Linked DNA regions of Ovis aries: region 1 is linked to region 2. The links are chromatin contacts, called in public Hi-C maps. All regions are on one chromosome and are shown on one strand. The core of a region is the stretch at or near the end of the contact, and the rest is flanking DNA. Distances in the headings are between cores, read along the strand shown. Region 1 overlaps CDNF (cerebral dopamine neurotrophic factor). Region 2 has its middle 84 kb from the start of FAM107B.

Evidence for each region. A called contact is a pair of places that touch in the nucleus more often than the background predicts.
Region 1: a contact with region 2 is called in a Hi-C map of hypothalamus, with 2.4 times the contacts expected there. The contact joins two enhancer-like sites. A contact is called at or near these places in 2 of 16 Hi-C or Micro-C datasets (blood and hypothalamus).

The regions. Positions count from the first base shown.
Region 1 is chr13:28,814,601-28,821,625 of ARS-UI_Ramb_v3.0, forward strand. It overlaps CDNF (cerebral dopamine neurotrophic factor), which reads right to left. Exons shown (of 4, transcript XM_004014237.6): 4 at 1-2,559. The coding sequence ends at 2,381. Among named protein-coding and RNA genes, the nearest start is that of CDNF, 18 kb to the right of the region's middle. Within about 2 kb of position 5,576, at least 3 of the 54 cell types and tissues checked have an H3K27ac peak or open chromatin away from gene starts, as enhancers often do. A contact at or near this core is called in hypothalamus, where this site is marked.
Region 2 is chr13:28,551,242-28,558,214 of ARS-UI_Ramb_v3.0, forward strand. No RefSeq gene overlaps it. Among named protein-coding and RNA genes, the nearest start is that of FAM107B, 84 kb to the right of the region's middle. Within about 2 kb of position 3,345, at least 3 of the 54 cell types and tissues checked have an H3K27ac peak or open chromatin away from gene starts, as enhancers often do. A contact at or near this core is called in hypothalamus, where this site is marked.

The DNA of each region.
Region 1 (7,025 bases), core at 4,326-6,825, 270 kb after region 2:
TTATATTCACTAGTTGTTTTTTTAATTTCTTAGATTACACATACAAGTGACAGCATACAGTATTTGTCTTTCTCTGGCATTTTCACTGAGCATAATACCCATGTGGTTACTAACGGCAAAAAATGTCATTCTTTTTTAGGGCTGAATGCTATTCAGCCCATTGTATATACATACCAGACTTCTTTATTCAGTCATCTGTCAGTTGACATTTAGGTTGTCTCCACGTCTTGGCTTTTGCAAGTGGTGCTACTGTGAACACACGGGTACATGTATCTTTTCAAATTACAGTTTTGTCTGGATATATGCCCAGGAGAGGGATTGCTGGATCATTTGGCAACATTAAGCAAATGCAATTCCTAAACAAATAAGATGTTTTGAATCAATTGACTTTAATTAATTTTCAAATAATTTTTCTATAGCAGTATTTTTAGGTGTAATTTACATACAATAAAATGCCCACATCTTAATTATACTGCTGGATGAACTGGACAGTCATCTTCACCCATGTAACCATCACCCTGATCAAGATATAGGACATTTCCATACCCCAGAACATTCCATTTAACTGCCCTGCAGTCGTTTCCCTCTTCCACCTGCCACACAGAGCCAGCTGCATCTACAATGGGTACTATATTCTTATGTGACCAGAAAATGGAACCAAAGATGATTTTACAATTTAAATCTGATAAAATAGCACTAAGACTCATAAAGCTCCATGTTGCCTGCAGCTGGTCTTAATAAGCTTCTATCCTCTATCAAAAGCTTGTCTAGAGACTTTCCGGGTGGTCCAGTAGTTAAGAATCCATGTTCGAATGCAGGGGACAAGGGATTGATCCCTGGTCAGGGAACTAAGATCCCACATGCCTCTGGGCAACTAAGCCTGCATGCTACAACTAGAGAGCTTGCACACCTCAATGAAGACCCAGCACAGCCAAAATAAATAAGTTTTTCTAATATGTGATAGGAAGAAAGGCAAATGACCTTGAGCTTAGCTCAATTAACAGTGTGAGTGTAGATGTATGTGTGTGTGTGTGTCATGTTCAACTCTTTGCGACCCCATGGACTATAGCCCTCCAGGCTCCTCTGTCCATGGGGTTCTCCAAGCAAGAATACTGTCCATGGGATTCTCCAGGCAAGACTACTAGAGTGGTTTGCCATCTCCTACTTCAGGGGATCTTCCCAACCCGAGGATCAAACCTGTGTCTTCTGTGTCTCCTGTATTGGCAGGTGGATTCTTTATCACTGAGTCGCCTGGGAAGCCCCAGATGGTAAAGTAATTTACAGCTAAATACAAAGTTTACTTTTTAAAAAACTTCTGATTTCACCAGGTCATCATTTGAGTTGAAGTTGGGAATTAGGTAAGCTAAACATCTTTTCTTTTGTCCTAATCCAACATATTTTTTTTTAATTGGAGTATGGTTGCTTTGCAATGTTGTGTTAGTTTCAGGTATTACAGCAAAGTCAATTAGTTATACACATACATACATCCGCTTTTTAAAAAATTCTCTTCTCATATAGCCCATTATAGAGTAATTGAGTAGAGTTCCCTGTGCTACACAGCATGCTCTTCTTAGTTACCTATTTTATATACAGGAGTGTGTATCAATTCTAATCTCCCAGTTTATCCCTTCTTCATCCCCCCACCCTTAGTAACTAACCATAAGACTGTTTTCTACCTCTGTGACTCTGTTTTGTAGATAAGTTCATTTGTGCCCCCTTTTTTATAATCCACATATAAGCAATATATAAATGTCATATAATATTGCTTATATGTGTAATACTAAAAAAAAGGGGGGGGGGACCTGGAAAATTTCAGGACTGTATAGTCCATGGGGTCACCAAGAGTCGGATACGACTGAGCGACTTCACTTTCACCTTCCACTTTCGTACATCGGAGAAGGAAATGGCAACCCACTCCAGCGTTCTTGCCTGGAGAATCCCAGGGACAGAGGAGCCTAGTCGACTCTGTCTAGGGTCTATAGGGTCGCACAGAGTTGGACACGACTGAAGCGACTTAGCAGCAGCAGCAGCAGCATACAGAAAGCTTCTGAGTACTCTCTTCCTACTTAGAATCAATTTACTCCACTGATTTTTCAGTGGTTCCCTTTTCCCAGTGTAAGGAGATAGGCAATGGTAATTGGCATATAAGAAAATTATGAGAAAGGCACTTGTAGGTTTTGGTACACTGCAGATTTAAGAAACCACTAATACTAACAGTTCTACTTATAAACTCAGGTAACCAATTCTGAAGTGTCATACCCAAACAAAAAGTCTGAGACCACATATATTGAAATTCCTGGTTCCTCTCAACCAATGCATCCATATCCTAGAGAGGCATTTTGTCTCTAATTACAGCCAATGGTGCGCTGGCTTCCAGGAGTCAGAGCTCTGTTTGGGGGTGCGTCGCTGCATACTTGGGTGCCAGTTCTTTGATGAGATTCACGTAGTCGGTTTTTTCTGCACAGGCCCGGCACTCTTCTCCCCAGCCATGCAGTATCTGCTTCAGCTCTGCTACTCTCAACTTGGACAGGTCCACTGATGCCAAGTCCAGTTTCTTTTCTTCATGACAAAAAGGAAAGGGATACATTAAAAAAAAAAAAAAAACTAAGAAAAGCAAATGGTGTTACTTATCTTGGTATTGTCTACCCTGTGATCCAAAGTGGGGAAGAATTCCAAGGTCTATGGAAACCAAGACATACCTAAGAAAAATGTATCGTATATAAAGCTATTTTAGGATAACTCATGATCTATCAGCTTTCCTGTCCATGGAATCATACTTGTTGCAAAATGGGGACCTATGCAGTGTTCCTAAAACAAATAGCACCACATCCTAATCGCTACTTTTAAGGCAAAAATAAAGGAATCAAGAGGCTGGTGCCTTGGGATGGCCTTGTGTGTGGCCAACTGAAAGCATGGATTGTAATTTACTAGAAAGTATGGTTCACTTTCTCTTTTAGTTTTTTTTTTTTTTAAATGTGGACCATTTTTAAAGTCATTATTGAATTTGTTAAAATATTGCTTGTTTTATGTTTTTTTTTTTTTTTGGCTGTGAGGCATGTGGTATCTTAGCTCCCCAACCAAGGACTGAACTTGTACCCTCTGCATTGGAAAGTGAAATCTTAATCACTAGGCTGCCAGGGAAATCCCATGGTTCAGTTTTTATAGAAAGATATGTCTGAGGTAAAACGGGTGAGCATATAAATCACAAAGCACTAATACAAATTAGTTTTTATACAAATTTAAAGAATTTAAATACAATTTTAAAATATAAATTTAAAGAATATAAATACAATATAAAGAATTTTAGCTAGTTTTAAAATACAAATTTAAAGAAACACAAACACATGAATGAAATTAGGAGCATTCTCACCAATCCTTAGCTATTCTGGATCTCAGCTTAAACTCACCTGATTTCCCCTCCCCTACTGAGATCACCAAGCCACACAGAGTTGATTTACAGTCCTTTGGGGTATACCAACTTCTCTAATGCTGGTGCTTCTGTACCAGCCAATCTGGTTCCTAACATTCTTGCCAATAGTATCTGTCACCAGCATCTAACTCCTCTAGCAAGACTACTGTTTCCCTATTTACAGATTATCTTCAGAGAACTCAGCTACTGCTCTATTGCCAAGCCCAACAATAGAAAAAAACAATTAAGCTCATCTATAATATACTCATGACTATGATTTCTGTATCAGAAAGGGGCAGTTTTTCTCTTTCAAAACAAAGTGTCCCTCCCCACCTCCCCAGCCACTAGGTGGATGCTTGCTTATAGCTACAGCACTTCAGTTGACTTATTCAACTATTAGTTCTGGGACTTCTCTGGCTGTCCAGTGGTTGAGACTACACACTTAGCTCCCCAACCAAGGATTGAACTTGTACCCTCTGCATTGGAAAGGAAAATCTTAATCACTGCAAGAGGCATAGATTTGATCCTGGGTCAGGGAACTAAGATCCCACATGCTGCATGGTGTAGCTAAAATATTTTTTAAAAATTAGTGGCATCCTAGGACTTTTTTGGTTTGACATCTTCTGAAGCACTTCTTTTTACACCTACATGAAAGAACATGGCATTTAAAAGCCTTTTAATAACCTAACAGAGCTGTCAAGTGACTTATCAAAATTTTCCAATAAGTGTATCCTAATTTAAAAGTTGAATTTTAGACTTAGGAAAAAAACTTAATCAAGGCGGTCAAAGATCTGTACACAGAAAATGTCAAGACTTGGATGATAGAAATTGAAGAATACACGAACAAATGGAAAGAGATCCCATATTTATGGTTTGGAAGAATTCAGAATGTCCATACTGGACTTCCCTGGTGGTTCAGTGGATAAGAATCCACCTGCCAATGCAGGGGACACAGTTTCAATCCAGGAAGACTCCACAGGCCACAGAACAGCTGAGCCCATGGGCCACAACCATTCAGCCTCTGCTCCAGAGCACAAGTGCAACTGCCAAGCCTGTGCACTGCGATTACTGAAGTCCACATGCCTGGAGCCTGTGTTCTGCAACAGGAGGCGCTCAGCATTTGAGTATGGCGTGCTTAATCATGTCTGACTCTTTGTGACCCCATAGGCTAGCCCACCAAGCTCCTCTGTCCACGGGATTTGCCAGGCAAGAATACTGGAGTGGGTTGCCATTTCTTACTCCAGGAGATCTTCCCCACCCAGGGACTGAACCAGGTTTCCTGCGTCTCCTTCATTGGCAGTTGGATTCTTTACCACTGCGCCACCTGGGAAGCCCTCTGCAACAAGAAAAGCCACCGCAATGGGAAGCCTGCACACTACAACTAGAGAAAAGTCCGAATAAAGCAGCAAGACCCACAGCACAGCCCAAAATCAATAACATGAAGTGTTTTTTTAACTAAATGTCTATACTATCCAAAACTATCTATAAAACCAATGTAATCCCTACTAAAATGCCAGTGGCACTTTTGCAGAGATAGGGGAAAAAAAAGTCCTAAAATTTGTATGGAATCACAAAGGACCCCGAATAGTCAAAGCAGTCCTGAGAAAGAACAAAATGGTGAAGACAGTTAATAATGCTGTATTGTATATTTGAAAGTTGCTAAGAGAGTAGAGCTTAAATAGTCTCAGCACAAAAAGGAAGGGTAATTAGATGATATAATGGAGCTGTTTGCTAACCATCACAATTGGTAATTACATGATAATGGTGGAGATATTAGCTAACATGGTAATCATATTATACTATATAAGTTTATCAAATCAACATATTTTATACCTTAAACTTACACACTTTGATATGTTAATTATATCTCAGTAAAGCTGGAAATAAATCAAAATTGTATATAGAGCCTTTTTTATTTGGAGGGTCATTACACTCTGTGCTGCAGAAAATTCTTCCATTCGTGTGTGTGTGTGTATTTTGAATTTAAACTTTTTATTTTAATTGGTGTGTAGCCAATTAACAATATTGTGATAGTGTCAGGTGCATAGGAGAGGGACTCTGCCATACATATACATGTATTCATTTCTCCCCAAATTCCCCTCCCATCCAGGCTGCCACATGACGTTGAGCAGAGTTCCCTGTGCTATACAGTGGGTCCCTGTTGGTTATCCATTTTAAATATAGCAGTGTGTAAATCTCAATAACAACCTCCCTAACTATCTTTTTCCGCCACCCTTCCTCCACTGGTAACCATAAATTCAAGAATCTTTACAATTTTTAATAATGATTCCTATTCTTTTAAAAAAACAGAGAAAGCAGAAACATCCTCTCAGGTTCAAAACCAAATAACACCTTCCTGATTGAAAACATATTCCAAATCTACACTTACCTTGTTTTTTAATTTCATGGTTGATATGACAGAATAATACCTTTTAAGAGAACCTTTTATAGCCCAGATTTTAGTACTCCACAGCTCAAAGGCCCTTGTTCAATATCAACTTTTTCACCAAAAGGAAGCTGGGAAAAATTTAGAGCTAGTGGTCTATTCAAGATAAATAGTGGAAGGAGAAAATTACTTTCTTTTAGGTGCTGGTAGTTTCTTCAGGTTATTCTGGAGAACTTATCATTTGATATCAATTTAAAAAGAAAATTCTCTATGGCACCCTAAAGCTACAGGGGAAAGGTTGATACCAAAAGTAAATCCAGTCCATGGCTCCCCAGGGGCCTCTAGTGGCCAGCATTGCTGAAACATTAGTGAAGTATTCATTCCTTCTCAATACTATTTGATGAATTTTTCTATTATTCAAGGAGCCCAGTAAGATACCTTGCTCATAGCAGAAATTATTCCAAAGAAATGTGCTAAACAAAAGAATCAGTACAGTTTTGTCCCTTTGGGGACTGTTTTTCCTACGGACTCAGTGATTCCTCCTTCTACTTCATTACTTGGAAGCTAAGAAAAAGATGCTAGTCCATCATCACCACCCTGGAAGTTAGGGCTTGCCCTTGCCCAGCTGAGAAACAGGTTGTCTTTGATATCTTCCAGACATTAAACCTTTTTAAAGCCAGATGTGCAGCTATGGCGCACAGGCATATTACACAGCTATGTTGGAAAATAAGACTAAAATATTAATGATTCAGAGTTGGGTACTAATTACTTAGGTAGTTTAAAATACTACGCCATGTATGTAATGTGAAAACAATGACATAAACAAAAGAAATGGACTTCTCCTGGTGGAACTGGAGGGGTTAAAGGATGGGCTAAAGGCGGAATTCCCCAGCCTTCTATAAGTCCTATCCATCTACCCCAAAGGCTGGCCCAGATACAAATTATCTGTATGAGAATAGATATATGTATGTAAAATTTATAAGGCCAAGGATAACGTTTTAAATAGGACATCTTCCTTTTCTGGCTGTTTATTTTCAGCACTCTTGATAAGTCTATTTCATCAGCCAAAATCTGATTTAATGTGATTAACCTATTTCCTAAAAGTTAAACCTGGCAGAGTGATAGACTTAGGAAGAATGTTAGAGCCCCATTTAAAAGTTCAGGGTCCTTACATTACCTTTGAGTAGATGCACCTTTGGTCTTGATAGGTTCGTAAAGTCGTTCAGTCGT
Region 2 (6,973 bases), core at 2,095-4,594:
AATTCCCTTGAGAGGCCATCTAAACTCATCCATTATATTTACAATTCATTTAATAATCTCATTTTATGGGAAAAGATGTGATGTGCTATTCCACATGAATTAGCACAACTCAATTTTTTATTCCAGATACAAACAGAATCTTGATCTTTAAGATCCTAATACCACAAACACAGCCTCAGGTTACTGATGACCTTAGTGCTGGGTGCAATGGAAACCTGTTACTGTTTTTCCACTCAAAATTAACAGAATAACAAGCTGGGGGAAAAGCCTCCAGATCCAGGGATCCTGAAAGTATGGTCAGGAAAGAGCACTAATGAAAGCGTGGATGCTGGACATCCATTCATTCATTCAGTGTGATTCAGTGAGTCCCCACCAGTGGCTCAGTCCCCACCAGTGGCTCCGTCCCCACCAGTGGCTCCTACCACACTAGGCACTGGTGCTGCAGAATAACATGGGGTATGTCCAATGTCTGGAGGGAAATAACTAAGACAGTCTGTTATTAGAATGAATTTAAATCTTACTTACTAGTTATTTATTCATTCCCTTACATGGTGCTCTTTTCGAAGAGACATATCCATCCTATTAAAATAACAGTAAAACCCCTTATAGAAGAAGCTGATGGAAATAAGACGCTGTTGCATGGACTTTACCTCCCCAAATGATACACTGAAGGTCCCACTTCGAAATTTCTAGTAGGAGCATCCCAAAGTACTTCTTCCTCTGAGAACAGCGGAGAGTCCGGTTTTCAAGGGCCTCACACTCCAGTGCCCCCAGAGCCCTCACGGACAGACAAATCTCTGTCATGTTTAACGCAGACATAAAAATGGAGATTAGGGCCAAAAGAAATTACAAAGTGAAAGTGAAGGGTAATTTATTATGCACGGGCTCTCCTCCCCTTATAACCTCCGTTTGTTCCATTTTTATAGGGATCTGGGCTTTTAAGTGAATTCCAAATAAAATCTCCTATCAACAGATGCTTGTACTCGAGCAGCCTCCCAATAAGCGGCCAGTAAAAGGAGATGAAGATAAGGGGGTCTGGGGTTTGCATGGACAGATGTGGTAAGGCCAATATACATCCTACAGATTTATTACAATGGTTGCCAGTGCTATTGATTTAAACAAGTAACAGGTGAAGCAAATCTAATCTAATTCCTTTTGCTGCAATGTGAATGCACCCTAATTATCTTACCTTTGTTCCTCAGAACAAATTGTATTCACTCCACTGCGTATTGGCAGTTGCTAGAACCCACAGGGAGAGCTGGTTAATAGGCAAGATAGTACTGCAGGGCAGAGGGAGAGAGGCCTGCTCAGAGGTGAAACTAGAGAACCTTTCTTCAAGACCATCATATTGTGAAAGCTCCTGGCTTCTTTCTTCTTCCCAGATATGCTGGTGTCCACTTCCTAGGGGACCAAGGTTTTTCTTACAGAACCAATCGTTAGGTTTAACCGAAATGTTGTCATTGAAAAAAAAGGGACTGTGGAATATTTCATACTAAGAAGAGTATGTACAGAATGTCTGTGTTGTAAATAATTATAAAGCAAACACTCATGCTCCCATGACCAGGTTCATTCAAAAAGATACATGCCCCCCCAGTGTTTATAGCAGCCCTATTTACAATAGCCAAGCGCATAACATTATTTAAGAAAATGTTGTTTTTTTAATGTTATAATTTCTCCCTGATTCCAAATTATTTCATATAAAGCAATTTTCATTTGCAGTCACAAAAGGCATTAAGGTTACTCGTTTTTGAGTCTAGAACTATTATTCAGGAAGATCAGATAAATATGATGAAATGAGAGAAAGTGAAGACCAGAGAAAGAGGAAGACAATCTATTTAGAGAACAAGGGATGTAGTTTCTATTGTCAAAGACTATATAAATCACATTTTGTCACACAGCACTCCCCCCCCTCAAAAAAAGACTCCAGATTTCACCTATCTAACTAATCCTCTAAAAAGAGAAAATTGGCTGCTGCCATAGGGAGCCATCCTTTGGAACTTACTTTTGACAACACACTGCACTCTTTAGTACTTTCCATTAATTAGATTTTTAAAAAAATAACTATTTATTTTTCTGCACTGGTCTCAGTTGTGGCATGCGGGGATCTTTAGTTGTGGAGTGTGAACCCTTAGTTTCAGGATGTGGGAGCCAGTTCCCTGACCAGGAATCAAACTCGGGCCCACCTGGCATCGGGAGTGTGAAGTCTTAGCCACTGGACCACCAGGAAGTCCCTCTTTGTTAGATTTTTAATTACAAGGGCAATTTACATTCATATTTCTCCACAATGCCCACAGACTTCTGATAATTTAGGCCAGCTCCAATTTATAGCCAAGGAAACCGCTTTCTAAAATCAATTAAATGACTCTAAGCAATGAGGCTGCAGAGCCAAGGTCTGAATCTAAGAACCCTAGGATTTGAAGGAATCCCAGAAATCATTCGGGGAACTCCTTGTTCCACTGAGAAGTTTAATAAGGAACAGTCAGTGAGGGGCAGAGCCCCAGACAGAACCAAGTGCATGAATCCGAGACCAGGGTCCTACCCATTTCCTGGTGAGGTAAAGGATGAAGAAAAAACTTTTCTCCCAGTCCAAGTCACTTCAATGAAGCTACTTGGAGCTCTGTCAGTAGGGTCAAGGTTGCCTTTAAAACAAACAAACAAACAATTTTGCTGCACCGGGTCTTAGTTGCGGCATGTGGGACCTAGTTCCCTGACCAGGGATTGAACCCAGGTCCCCTGCATTGGCAACACAGAGTCCCAGCCAGTGGACCACCAGGGAATTCCCTCAAGGTTGCCTTTGTGCAAAGTCTGTGTCAGGATAGTTTCAAGTCTCTTTCTCAGTAAGTAACACAAGCACTTCCCCAGATAGTGAACCCTGGTTAAAATGGCAGAAGCCATCCTGAATTGTAATACTAAAATCAAGACCAAGAAATGCTCAGGCACAAGCGAACATTTCATCTCCTATATCTGTTTGCATTTTATAAAGGCATTTTAAAAGCATCTGCTGACTTCTGATTCTCTGAGGTTTTCCAGCATGCAGGGCACTCTCTCCTGAGCTATTCATTTCCTGCCATTCAGCAAACCTGTGTTTCGTTCAGGCTGCTACAGGTGTGGATGAGATCCTGGTCACATGTCCAGGGAGGCAAATGAGTATGAACTCCGCCACACGTGATAAGGCTTGACCCAAGCAGGGGCCCTTCCAGGGCTGGGGGTGGCCAGAGCAGGGCCATGGATGTGAGGGGCAGTCTGGTGGTGCTCAGGACCTCTGAGCTGCCTCATGAGTAATTGATGAGATTTCACTAGACGGCCCACACACCCGATGTGAGCAGAGGTGCAGAAGCCGGAAGCTAGGTGGCAGTGTGGCACAGAAGCCAAGGACACTGGCTCTGCCATAAGTGGGACCTGGGTCTGAGCTCCAGGGACCTGCTCTTTACAAGCTGTGCAGCCTCAGGCCAGTTCCTTGGCTCCTCCCTGCCTTGGTTTCCCCATCGATAAGCAGAGGGTAGTGACAGGAGCTCTTGGGCTGTGGCAAAGATGAACAGATAAAGCACTTACTTGGCAGTGCGCCTGATGCCCAGCCAAGGCCACCTGCTATGAGTTCAAAACACCGGAAGCAGCTTGATGGAGCGGCCGGAAGAGAGAAACGTCCGGAACAGAGAAACTGGACTTTATTATATTGAACAAGGAGCCGGTTTCTGAGCAAGGCAGTGATGTCCAGATTCGTGTTTCAGAAAAGAATGTTAGTATTAGGAAAGGAAAAAGGCTGGAAGCCAAGAATGGAGGAAGGAGTCCCTTGAAAAATGGTTCTATGGCTTGTTCATTTTGCGTGTCGGTCTATTTCCTCCTGGGTCCCTGGTTCCCGGATGGCAGTCCCCCACCCCCAACCTCCTTCCTCACGAGGGATCCAGGGCTGGTACTCAGCAGGCTCCACCACGGATTGGTCGGACTAATGAATGAAAGGGTGAAACTGTGCTCCTCGGACTCGCTGTAGACTGAAAAGGGTTGGGTAGCCCTTTTCATCAGTTTACAGATGAGAAACACTGCGCATCCGGAGGCCCAGGGACTCACCTACCACCCCACAGGAAAAGGGGCTATGGGACCAGGAGAGAGAGGCTCTGCTCTCTGTGCCGGAGGCTAGCGCGTCAGCTGGACGTGCTTGACTTCCATTAGACACCTCAGATCAAGAACAGAAAACAGATATCCTGAAAAAAAAAAATCTTAGGGCCAACAGGGGAAATAATACTAAATTCATTAATTAATTTCAATTCTAACTAAAAACTTAAAGTTCTGCTGATGCACAGTAGAGGGCAGCATCTTGCATCTTTAAAAAAATTTTTTTGTTGTTTTTTTCTTTCTTTCTAAGCTGTGCCACAGAGCCTGTGGGAACCCTAGTTCCCCAACCAGGGATGGAACCCATGCCCCCTGCACTGGAAGCAGAGTCGCAGCCACTGGACCACCAGGGTAGTCCGTTGCATCACTTTTGAGGGCAGTAATAGCAGCAGTCAGCCCCCTCCTTGGTGGGTCTATAGAGACTGCGCCCTAAGCCAGGGCTTGATTTTTATTATTTCATTTACGCCTCATGACCACTCAGTTCTGCAGATTAAAACAGCCTAGCAGAAAGGATCAAATTTAGAAGCCTGAGGCCGCCAGCCTTCCTCTCGCCAGAGTGGACGTGCACAGAGGTTCCATGTGACTGCCTTGCCTTGTCACTGAAGATGACCCCCAGGGAAGCCTCGATTTCTAGAAGCATCTGAATTAGGGTCCTGCCATGGTGAGAAGGGGCAGTAGGGACAGAGGCATCCCTGGGCCTTAAGAATGAGCCGGCAACACCTCCAGGGACCTCCCTTACTGGCTCCCTGACTTCTGCTGAGCCAGGCCAGCGGAGGGCACACTAACGACAGCCCACACCTGCCAGTGCCCAAGGTGCCTCTTTCTAGGCCCCGTCTTTCAATGGCAAGTATTTATTGAGCACCTATTGTGCCTGCAATGCAGGAGACCCGGGGTCGATTCCTGAGTCGGGAAGATCCCCTGGAGAAGGAAATGGCAATCCACTCCAGCACTCTTGCCTGGAAAATCCCATGGATGGAGGAGCCTGATAGGCTACAGTTCATGGGGTCGCAAAGAGTCGGACACGACTGAGCAACTTCACTTCACTTTCCTTTATTGTGCACCAGCAACATGCTCCAAATACCAGTCCCCAAGCCCCACATGCCTTTGCCTCTGCACCATCCATACCAGCCACCCTCCTGCTCCTGACTCCTCGGGGTTTCTGCTTAGCTTCCACAAGCCCTCGGCTCATGGCCTAGTCTGTCTCCTCTCTTCCCCAGCCCAAAAGGAACTGTCCTGTTCCTAGGACTTGAGGGTATATCAGGGTGTCTGTGCCACACACGAGAGGGTAACTATTCTCTCTCCCCGGGTGACAGCACATTGGAATTTTCACAGATTTAGACCGTGGTAGGAATTAAATCTATTTGCAGGGCAGGAATAGAGATGCAGATGTACAGAATAGACAGGTGGACACAGAGGACAGGGAAGGGAGGGCAGGATGGACTAAGAGAATAGGACTGACATATATACACGACCATGTGTAAAACAGATAGCTAGTGGGAAGCTGCCGTACAGCACAGGGAGCTCAGCTCGGTGCTCTGTGATGACCTAGATGGGTGGGAAGTGGGAGGGGTGGGAGGGAGGTCCAAGAGGGAGGGGATATATGTATACATATAGCTGATTCACTTCATCGTAGAGCAGAAACTAACACAACATTGTAAAGCAATTATACTCCAATAAAAAACAATAATAAAGAATACTATAGGCTTTTAGAAGAGTAACTCCGGGAGCAGGTGGATGTTATGGCTTTAAATCACACCGTAAGGCAGAGTCTTGTACCGGGATCGCCTTGGCCCTGGGCGTTGATTCTGTAAGCAACACAGTCCTGAAGCCATCTGGCACAGGAGTCTCTGCTGACCAAGCCTGCACTTGTTCATAAACACAAGCTAGAGACCACAGACACAAAGAACATCACAGCCACCAATGTTTATTATGTGCTTCACATGTGCTGACTCCTGTGAAACTCACATGACTCAGTGACAGATCTGCTCATTATCCCCACTGTTCAGATGAGAAAACTGAGACCAGGTATTTTATTTACTCAGGATCGAGAAGCTAGAAAATGGAGGGGCTGAGATTCAAACAAGAGCCTGGGCTCCTAACCTTACTCTTGCTCACTCATGTTTCCCTCAAACACCAATCCAACATCCAAAGTGAATCCCATCTCTCTCTCTCTCTCTTTCTCTCTCTCTCACACACACATAGCCCTTCTACTGAAGGCAGACATCCCCAAATACCTCCTGGTTCATGCTGTCAGCTGGAGAGAATGAATCAAAGTTAGTTTCAAGCTGGGGAAAGGAGGCTCAGGAGTTGACCATGGCTTTGGATCACTGCGTTTGACTCGTGTGTGAGCCTATATTTGTTCCTGTAGTGACGCAGACAAGACCATGGGATTTTCTTGTGACGCCTGGATTTGACTTTCCCTCATACTCTCTTAGAAAAACACATTGATTTTTTTGTGGTTCCTACAATACTTACTATATATATCCACGTCTGTTAAGGTCAACACCCGGAAGGTTCCTTGCATGTTGAGGACACTTGTTTACTTGAAGGGCCTCCAAGGAGCATAAGCTCCAGAATGGGGACCTCTATCATACTCAGATTCAATCTTCATGCTGGCTAGCATACAGGAGGCACTCAATAAATGAATCCTTGAGAGAGGAGAGGGTGGACTCAGGAAAGAAGGGGTCTCTTCTGAATTTCTGGACTGGCCACCCCTCCACCTGAAGGCTCCCTCGCTGGGCTTCCCTGGATGCCTGTCCTCCATCAAAGAACAAGGTGTGACACTGCAGAGCCAGAGCCAAAAGCCACGACAGGTCCAGTAACACAGGAGGAAGACAATGCGGCATCTACAGAAAAGGCCAGCGCA